Regions from separate parts of the Capra hircus genome. Here region 1 is linked to region 2. Evidence: chromatin contacts called from public Hi-C data. All regions are on one chromosome and are shown on one strand. The core of a region is the stretch at or near the end of the contact, and the rest is flanking DNA. Distances in the headings are between cores, read along the strand shown.

Region 1 (3,950 bases), core at 768-3,267, 88 kb before region 2:
AGGTATTTCTACCTTGAAATATCTGTCATCCCTTTTCTCCTTTCAATCCTCCACCCACCCCACTGCCACCTCTGGGCCCAATCACCTGCTTATCAGTCTCCCTCCCCTTCTTTCCCTACTGCCTGGCTCCTGGCAAACACTCAAATATTTGAGTGAACGAAAGGAATGCGCGAATATCGTTAAATGAAGGAGGCCCAGTTTGGAGTGAAAGTGAGGTCCGTAGGGTTGTGCCCAAAATACTTTGGGTAAATGATTCAATTTTGCCTACACCAGGTTCCGGAATTAGAGAGTATCTACGAGAAATCAGGGGTAAGATTTTTTTTTTCCCCCTCTGCAGTTTAAAGGGAGATTAAGAGCACCGAAAGTTTGATCCTTAACCCGATCTCCAGCTCATCCACCAACCCACTCCCAGGCCTGTCTGGTCCCGCCTTTGCCATACTGAGCCACGAAGCAGACACCCTCCCTGCAGAGGTCCAGTCAGCGGGGAGCCATCCATCACTGTCTGGATACGGGCCAATCCGACCAGCTCAGCCTTTCTGCCAGCCAATGACCGGAAAGCAAAGGGCGAGCGGAGCCAGAGAGGGTACCGCCGGCTCAGTGTCGTTTAAAGCAGGGTCCAAGGGCCTGGAGGTGCTACCTCTGTGTTCCTAGCTCGGTCTAGGTGTGGATTACGTCCCCCCTACATCTGAGCCCCGGGCCAGTGTTTCAGTGTGCGCCCTCCGGCTGGGTTACTGACGTCCCCGGTGCCAATTCACAGGAGGAAAGGGGGCGCCCTGAAGCCCCTTACCCACAGATACTCGAGACCCGCGGGGTAGCCCACGAGGGCAGAAAGGAGCCCAGGAATTGAGAGCAGACGGCGCCCCCACCCTCGCGTGCTGCGCGCCCCAGGCCGTGCACACACGGGGGAGCGGGGGAGGCAGGGCCAGCGGGCAGAACTCAAGCCAGACAACCAAGCCCGCGGTTCTGGCGGCTCCGCGGGGCTGCGGGCGCCAAGAAGGGGCTGGGGTGCAGTAGGCCTGTCCGCCTCAGCCCCGGGAGAGCCAGGCCTGCAAACTTGGAGTCCTGGACCCCCACTCTGCCGGCGCTCCCCAGACCTCCCGGATCCCTGCCCCCGCCACCGAGGTTCCGCGCAACCTTCTGAGCTGCCCCCTCCCCGCCGCGGGCGTGGGTCGGCTGCTTCGCTGCAGCCCCTCTCCCCAGAGTCCTTTGGCCATAAAGGGCAAGGGCACCTCTCTGGTTGCCTCTCCGCATTACCAGGGCCCCTCTACTCATTCCTCTTAATCCAGTGTAGTCCCTGTGTGGGCTAGCGGGTCGGACGACCCTAGGATTGGGAGCGTGACAAAGCTGCCTCTTTCCAGCTGTCCTGGCTCTGCGGAAACTGTCGTAAATACTCTAACCTTTCAGAGCCTCGGTGTGCCTCTCCGTAAAATGGGCAAGCACCGCATAGTCCACAGTATTCGGTGAGTCAGTTTGAAGTGCCGGGCCTTCCCATTCCAGTCTCTGCACAATTGAAATTGCAGGACCCAGCTGGGCGCGAAGGGTTACTAGGAAGCGAATTTGCCCCTCCGGTTCCTGCGGTCATTTAGAGGCGGTGGATGGAGCGGACACCGGATGAAGCCGAACATTAGCCAAAGTATTTCTGGAAAATCTCTCATTTCCCGTCGCCACACTGGCCCCTGAACTCTACAGCACTTAACTGCAGTCTTTTTTTTTTTTTTTCAGGGTTGCATTATTTATTGGAATGGTTGTGTACAAAGTGTTTATAATCTGTTTATATAACTATTATTTTCTCTAATTACAAAAGTAGGCAGGCCCATTTATAAATATCCATTGTAGAGAGTTTTTTTATAATGTAGGACTTGCTGACACACAGGGACCGCTTCTACTAACACCCAGGGTCTGTCACTTTCAGCAGCGGCAGGCAGAAATTCATGAGCAGTGCCTGCAGCGGAGCTCGCAAGGCCGGTCCCGCCCGCTGGTTGCTAGGGCAACGCCCTGCCGCTAAATTTGGAGGCCAGCGATTAACTAGCGGGAGCAGGGGTCTGTCCCACCCTGGGGGCGGAGTTAGCAGGGGGCGCGGGACTCGGAGGGAGCGCGTTCCCCGCCTTTCCCTCCAGGTGGCGCTATAGGATCGTGGATAAAGTCGCTGGACCCGGCTCCCCGCGGCGGTGGGCGCCTAGGGGCGGAGCCAAGGCGGGGCGTGAACTTGCATCTGCAGTTGGCTCTGGATCTGGGGAAACCAGCGATCCCGGGCCGAAAGTTATCGACACTCTCAGGGACTTCAGTACGCCACGCAGAAAAGGGAAAAAGGGGAGGTTCTGGAACAGGGAGAGAGAAGAGGAGTCGTGACCCCCGAAAGTCACTCCATCTTTCCCATCTGCCTATAGGATCCCTCTCCTTACCTGCAGTTCTCACCCTCGGGCGCGCTAGGTGCTCTGGACACAAATGCAAGGTGGGAGCTGGGCCGGTGTCTTCTCACCCCTAGTATCTGGGCCTAGCCAGGCTTGCAGCGCTCTAGTACCCAGGATATATGCCAGCATTGGATTTCCGCGGCAACTTCCCGAGCAAGCCAAGAAAAACAGGCGTGCTGTTCCTCAGTTTGTCCAGAGGAAACCTTTACGCCCTTCCCTTCTGGAGACTGAGAATGGAAAAAGTGAGCTGAAGAATACCAGTGCGGCCACCACGTGTGTAGTATCTTTTGCTCTTTTCTTCCCAAATGCACTGTTTCTCCCATCGTGACTCTTTCACCCTGTCACAATCATATCTAGCCCTCCACAATCATACACTGCCTCACTTAAGTTAAATCGGCTCCTTTCCCTTTACCCACTTCCTCCCCAGTCACACAACCACAAAGATACACCTAGTACTGGGCATCCGGAAGATGCCTCAGTGTGCAGAAGCCCTTATCAGAACACACACACACTTCCCAGGCCAAAAGAGAAAGAGACCATTGGCAGGAGACAAAAGCAGGTTTATTTGGGCTCTGGGGCCAGGGATGCCTAAGGTGTGAGTTAAGACAACTCAGCTGGTTCTCAATGCCCAAAGGGCAGGCCAGGGCAGGGAGAAGGGGTGACTCAGTATTGAAGCCAAATCTCTGCATTTCAAGTCCCTGGCTGGAGACCTCGGGAGTCAGTTCTGGGAGGGCATGGGTTCTAATGTTCCCTGGGGTCTCTGTGCTTTTGCTAGGATTGGGGGAATGGTCTGGGGGCAGGAGCCTTGAATGCACAGCCTTCATTTCAGTAACGACCATTTAATTTGTTCCTTGGCAGACTGAAGAACCTGGGTAGGGTGGGGTGTGGAAGGTTGAGAGAATTACTGGGTGGAATTCAAGTGCATTAACAGTGCAGTGGCAGGTTGGGGGGATACATGTCCTGGAGATCCCAAGTCACTAGGTGGCAGCAGCTCATCTCTGCCTGCTTTAAGGGGGCTGGGCCATCAAGATGGAAAGAGCCGCTCAAACTGGCTGCAGCCAGCAACCAGCCCAGATGGGAGCTGGCCCAGCCTGCCCTCTGGTTCCAGCATCTGCAGCCCTGGGTGTGGCAGCAGCCTTGTCTCCCCCACACCCACACCATGCCATGCAAGCTTCCACCCGCAGTGCCACGTCCAGGCAGAGGCGGGCCCCGGCCTGACACTTCCTGTGCCCAGACACCTCACCAAACCCCTAGCTCTAGCTTTGGCTGGCAGTAAGTCCTCAACACCCCACCCCAAGCTGCTGCTGATGTGGCACAGCTGGCAAAGGACTCCTGGGCAGGCTCTGCTGAAGGCCACCTGCACTCAGATGTGTTCACTTTCATATCCTGCTGTGAAACCACCTCAGCCCCATATTTACACAGATCCATGCAACTGTGCACACACCATGCAAACACAGTGCGGACCCCACCTATGTCCCTCAGATTGTCCCTCCAGCCATCAAGCCTCACTCCCACCCGAAGAAGGCTGATCCCACACTG
Region 2 (4,176 bases), core at 822-3,321:
ATGGGAAATGAAATAGCTGGGCAGAAGAGAGGGGAAGCAAGGGACTAGGGTAATCCACAAATGAGAAAATTAGTTTGAGTCACTGGGCTGTGTAACAGGGATAATCCTCTATGTAGACAGCTGCTTTTTCTCAAGTCAGCTCTACAGAGTCTGCTGGCGCTCTGGGAATTAGCAAGTCAGTGCCACTCAAGATTTATCTTCCCAGAGTCGCTCTTGGTGGGGAGACAGCAGGGACAGTTTTCCTTTCGGCCAGAGATTAAAGTGCCTCTGTCCCTGGTGTCCAGGAGTTTTGTTCTCAAGATGAGAAGGGGAAAAAGAAAGAGCATACGAACATACGTTCGTTTATTTTCTTTCTTTTCTTCCTTCTCTTCAACTCCCTCATTCTCAGACTGATGTGTAAAAGCAGGACTGTCCCACCTCCTCCCCCAGTGCAGGCAGAGGCTTTGTGACACCAGTACATTATTATGTGGTTGGTGTGGAATGTGGATTTTGGGAATGTGTCACCGAGGTGTCTTGCCACAGCAGCCGAACTGGAGTGATTCAATAAGCAGTGCAGCAGACCTCGATTTTCAAAAGTTCCTTATGTCATTTCCTCTTTAATAGCGGATTTTGTGTGATTTTCGTCTTTCACATCTTCAGTTTTGCCATTTGAAAAGACTAACTACATTTAAGGTGGTGCAAATGAGCAAGTAAAAAAAGTTAAATGAGCTTTTAAAAAAGTTAACACTTCAAATCTAGGCTATTCCTTACATAAAGTGAAAGTGGCTCAGTCGTGTCCACTCCTTGTGACAGTCCATGGAATTCTCCAGGCCAGAATACTGAAGTGGGTGGCCTTTCCCTTCTCCATGGGATCTTCCCGACTCAGGGGTCGAACCCAGGTCTCCCGCATTGCAGGTGATTCTTCACCAGCTGAGCCACCAGGGAAGCCAAAGAATACTGGAGTGGGTAGCCTATCCCTTCTCCAGGGGATCTTCCCCACCCAGGAGTCAAACCGGGGTCTTCTGCATTGCAGGCGGATTCTTTACCAGCTGAGCTACCAAGGTATCTGTTCCTGACAGGAGGGATGACATTGATTTGGTCCCACTTTAAATGGAATAAAAATGTCTGGGTTTAGGGAATGAGACTGAATAGGAGTTCTGTCTTCCATTTTTATTCACCAGAGGGAAAAGATGTAGTTGGTTTTGAATTAAATACAAATTTCTAAGAGACAGACCATCATGTCGAAAAATTTAATATTGAGGTAATTGTAAAACAGTGTCTACGCTGTTTTGCTATATGGATGACAGAAGAAGCACACTGAAAAATGTATTTTTAATGAAGTGTAGCTGCAAGATTGCTTTCAGAGCATTTAGTATGCTCAGATATCAACTTGGATGATACAGGCGGAACTGTACCAATCTCAGGTCAGATTATGCAGTGGATGTTGGTAAGTTCTGTGTTAATTATTATTTATCTGTAAAGATATTTATACAGATATTTATCTGTAATGGATATCTGTACATTTGCTTCTTAAATACAGGATTTTAGCTTTCTTATTTTCTTAACATAAAATCAAGGAAGGAAAAAGGTGTCCCACCTTGTGCCCTCTCCCCTCTCCGGTTTCATGTGCTAGTGCAGTTAGTGGCTGTTCAAAAGCCATCCTACATATAATGTGGTTAGTTAAGTGCTCTAATGCCCCAGTTATCTAGTTAGTCACAGGCAGTAAGGTGGGGATTTGGTTAGTGGAGTCAAACAGAGAAGCAGTAATCTGATTAACCAGTTGCTTTCTGAGACTGTTGGCTAAGATGGTGACTGTGGAATTGAGCAGATCTGCTAGGTGAGGTTTAGCTTCAGGCAGACTGTGGGAATCCACTGCTTTCTCCTTCACAGAGAATGCCCTTTGTAGATGGTCTTGAACTTGCTGTATCTTTTCCAGCATGTAACAAGGCCAGAAATGGCCAGCTGGCTATGGACCAGATTCCCAGTTAGTCCATTTGTTTCTTTTAGGGCCAGACTACTTTCTTTTTCCTCTTTTGCAGCGAGGAGGTGAGTGTGGGGAGGTAGATGGAGGTGCCAAAAGACCCTTGTAGTTTGGCAGATGATTTCCTCAGGTCTGCAGGTACCAAAAGGACTATTGCAGTAAGGGGGCTTTGTTTTAAAGGTCATGCCACTGAGTGTCCACCTGTGCAGACTGGAGAAGCACCTGACCTTGCTCCTCTTTATACCTCTTCTGACCCTGCCCCAGATACCTCCTCTTCCTCTTCCGGTTTCTCCTTTTCTGTCTTTCCTCATGGAACAGTGGTGGTACAATGGTATTCTCTTCTTTTAGCCACCCAGCCTTCCGGACTTGGGACTCTGAGGATTCTCCACAGATGAAGCAATTGGGTAGAGTGGTTTCTGTTTGCTCCTTCTGTTAACCACTTCAGAACGATGCCTATTGTCTTTACCTGTAGGTTGGGATTGGTGCAAATGTTCCTAAAACAGAAGGCAATTGGTTCCCTTTGGTTCATCTGCGCGTCTGCTGCCACCTAGCGGTTGCTTCTCCTTTGGCACCCTGTGTAAAGTTGAGGGGCTGTCATGGACAGTTCTGTAGCGCCTTTTCTCTCTGTCTCTATTTTTTCCCCTCCCAGGCCTAAATTGTCCTCTCTTTTTATGTCTTTATCCATCACATATACACAAAGCTTCCTTTTGTTTTACTCCTGGGTCAGAGAAATCTGGAAATGAATAACTGGCATAGGACCTTTTCAGAAACCTGGAATCCACTAACAACATCCCTGTTTGTTCCCAGTTTCTCTCTTCGGTGACATGAAGTAGTGTCTTACTGCAGGGCTATGAGATGGCGGGGACGAAGGATGCTGCCAATCCAGGACAGCTCTGAATAGGAGAAGCTTTGAAGATGAAATTTCCTTAGCTGCTCAGTTGCTCATCTCTCAATATTTCTTGTGTAGAGGGTCAGGCATTAATAATAACTAAAACTTATTGAGCAGTTACTATGTGCCAGATGGTGTTCCAGGTATGTTACACTTATTAACTCCTTTAATCTCTTCAATGACCCAGAGAGATGGAGTATACCCCTTCTAAGGTGAGGAATTTGTTTCCAGGCTGATCCCAGAGGTTTTTTTTTTTTTTTGGCCACACCACCTGGCTTGTGGGATCCTAGTTCCCAAGATTGGGAAACCAGGGATTGAACCTGGGCTGGCAGTGAAAGTGCCGAGTCCTATCCACTGGACTGCTAGGGAATTCCATCAAAATTATGTTCTTTTTTTTAAACAAAAATTTTTTAAAAAGAGTGCAGGCTCGGTAGTTGCAGTGTACAGGCTTAGTTGCTCTGAGGCAAGTGGAATCTTCTGGGACCAGGGATTGAACTGGTGTCCCCAGCACTAAGTGGATGCCCATTCACTAGACCATCTGGGAAGGCCTCAAAGTTATGTTCTTAGCCATTATGTTTTGCTGCCTCTTCAAGGCAGACACCCTGAGTGCTAGCCCCAGGAAACAGGGCTGTGTAGACACAAGCCTTCCCCACAGCACTTCCTCAGCCTGCAGGATGCTGGGGCTAGTAACTGAGGCCCCAAAAGGAACTCTCCAATGTGCTGACTCCAAGAACGTGCTTCCGGCCCTGTCTCATTTCAGACAGAGTGAGCACAAAAGATAAAAATAACCAAGTAGGTGGGCTTTCGTTTTCTCTCGGGCTGTCCCTTCCCATGTTGTTTGGAGGTGATAAGAATGCCCAGAGCCAGCATTTTGATACCAGTTTACAAAAGGAAACACAACTCTATCACACGGGGTAAAGAACCAAATCAGAAGTTTATTTGTGCTTTTGAAACCAGCCAAAGCAACCAGCAATTTCTTCCTCCAAAGGCTTCCTTCTCTCTCACCTTCTCTGAGACGAGCCTGTGGAAAAGGCAGAGGTGGGTGTGTGGACACGTTTAGCAATGGCTCAGCTATGCGGAGGCAGGTTTAGTAACAGGTCGGCTGAAGAGGCCTCTTCTCACTTGTCTTACGGTGGTTTACGTTCACTGTGCAGGGGTGTCAGTGGCTTGGGTCTCTTCTCTAAAGAGAAGAGTTGGTGGTGGTGGTGGTGGGCTGGCAGGGGTAGGGAGCGGGCTCTCCGTTTCTTCATAAAGGCAGGGTAGAGAGAAGGATGTGTGTCCTAAGGGGGAAACACACATAAATCTGCTTTTATGATTCGAAATATAG

What was found. A called contact is a pair of places that touch in the nucleus more often than the background predicts.
Region 1: a Hi-C map of blood shows a contact between it and region 2, with 4 times the contacts expected there. The contact joins two enhancer-like sites. A contact is called at or near these places in 3 of 5 Hi-C or Micro-C datasets (blood and liver).

The regions. Positions count from the first base shown.
Region 1 is chr19:38,081,463-38,085,412 of ARS1.2, reverse strand. COPZ2 (coatomer subunit zeta-2) reads right to left here. Exons shown (of 9, transcript XM_018064949.1): 9 at 2,403-2,638. The coding sequence ends at 2,495. Among named protein-coding and RNA genes, the nearest start is that of COPZ2, 11 kb to the right of the region's middle. Within about 2 kb of position 2,017, at least 4 of the 5 cell types and tissues checked have an H3K27ac peak or open chromatin away from gene starts, as enhancers often do.
Region 2 is chr19:37,993,401-37,997,576 of ARS1.2, reverse strand. It overlaps SKAP1 (src kinase-associated phosphoprotein 1), which reads right to left. Exons shown (of 13, transcript XM_018064939.1): 13 at 3,765-4,129. Among named protein-coding and RNA genes, the nearest start is that of SNX11, 16 kb to the left of the region's middle. Within about 2 kb of position 2,071, at least 1 of the 5 cell types and tissues checked has an H3K27ac peak or open chromatin away from gene starts, as enhancers often do.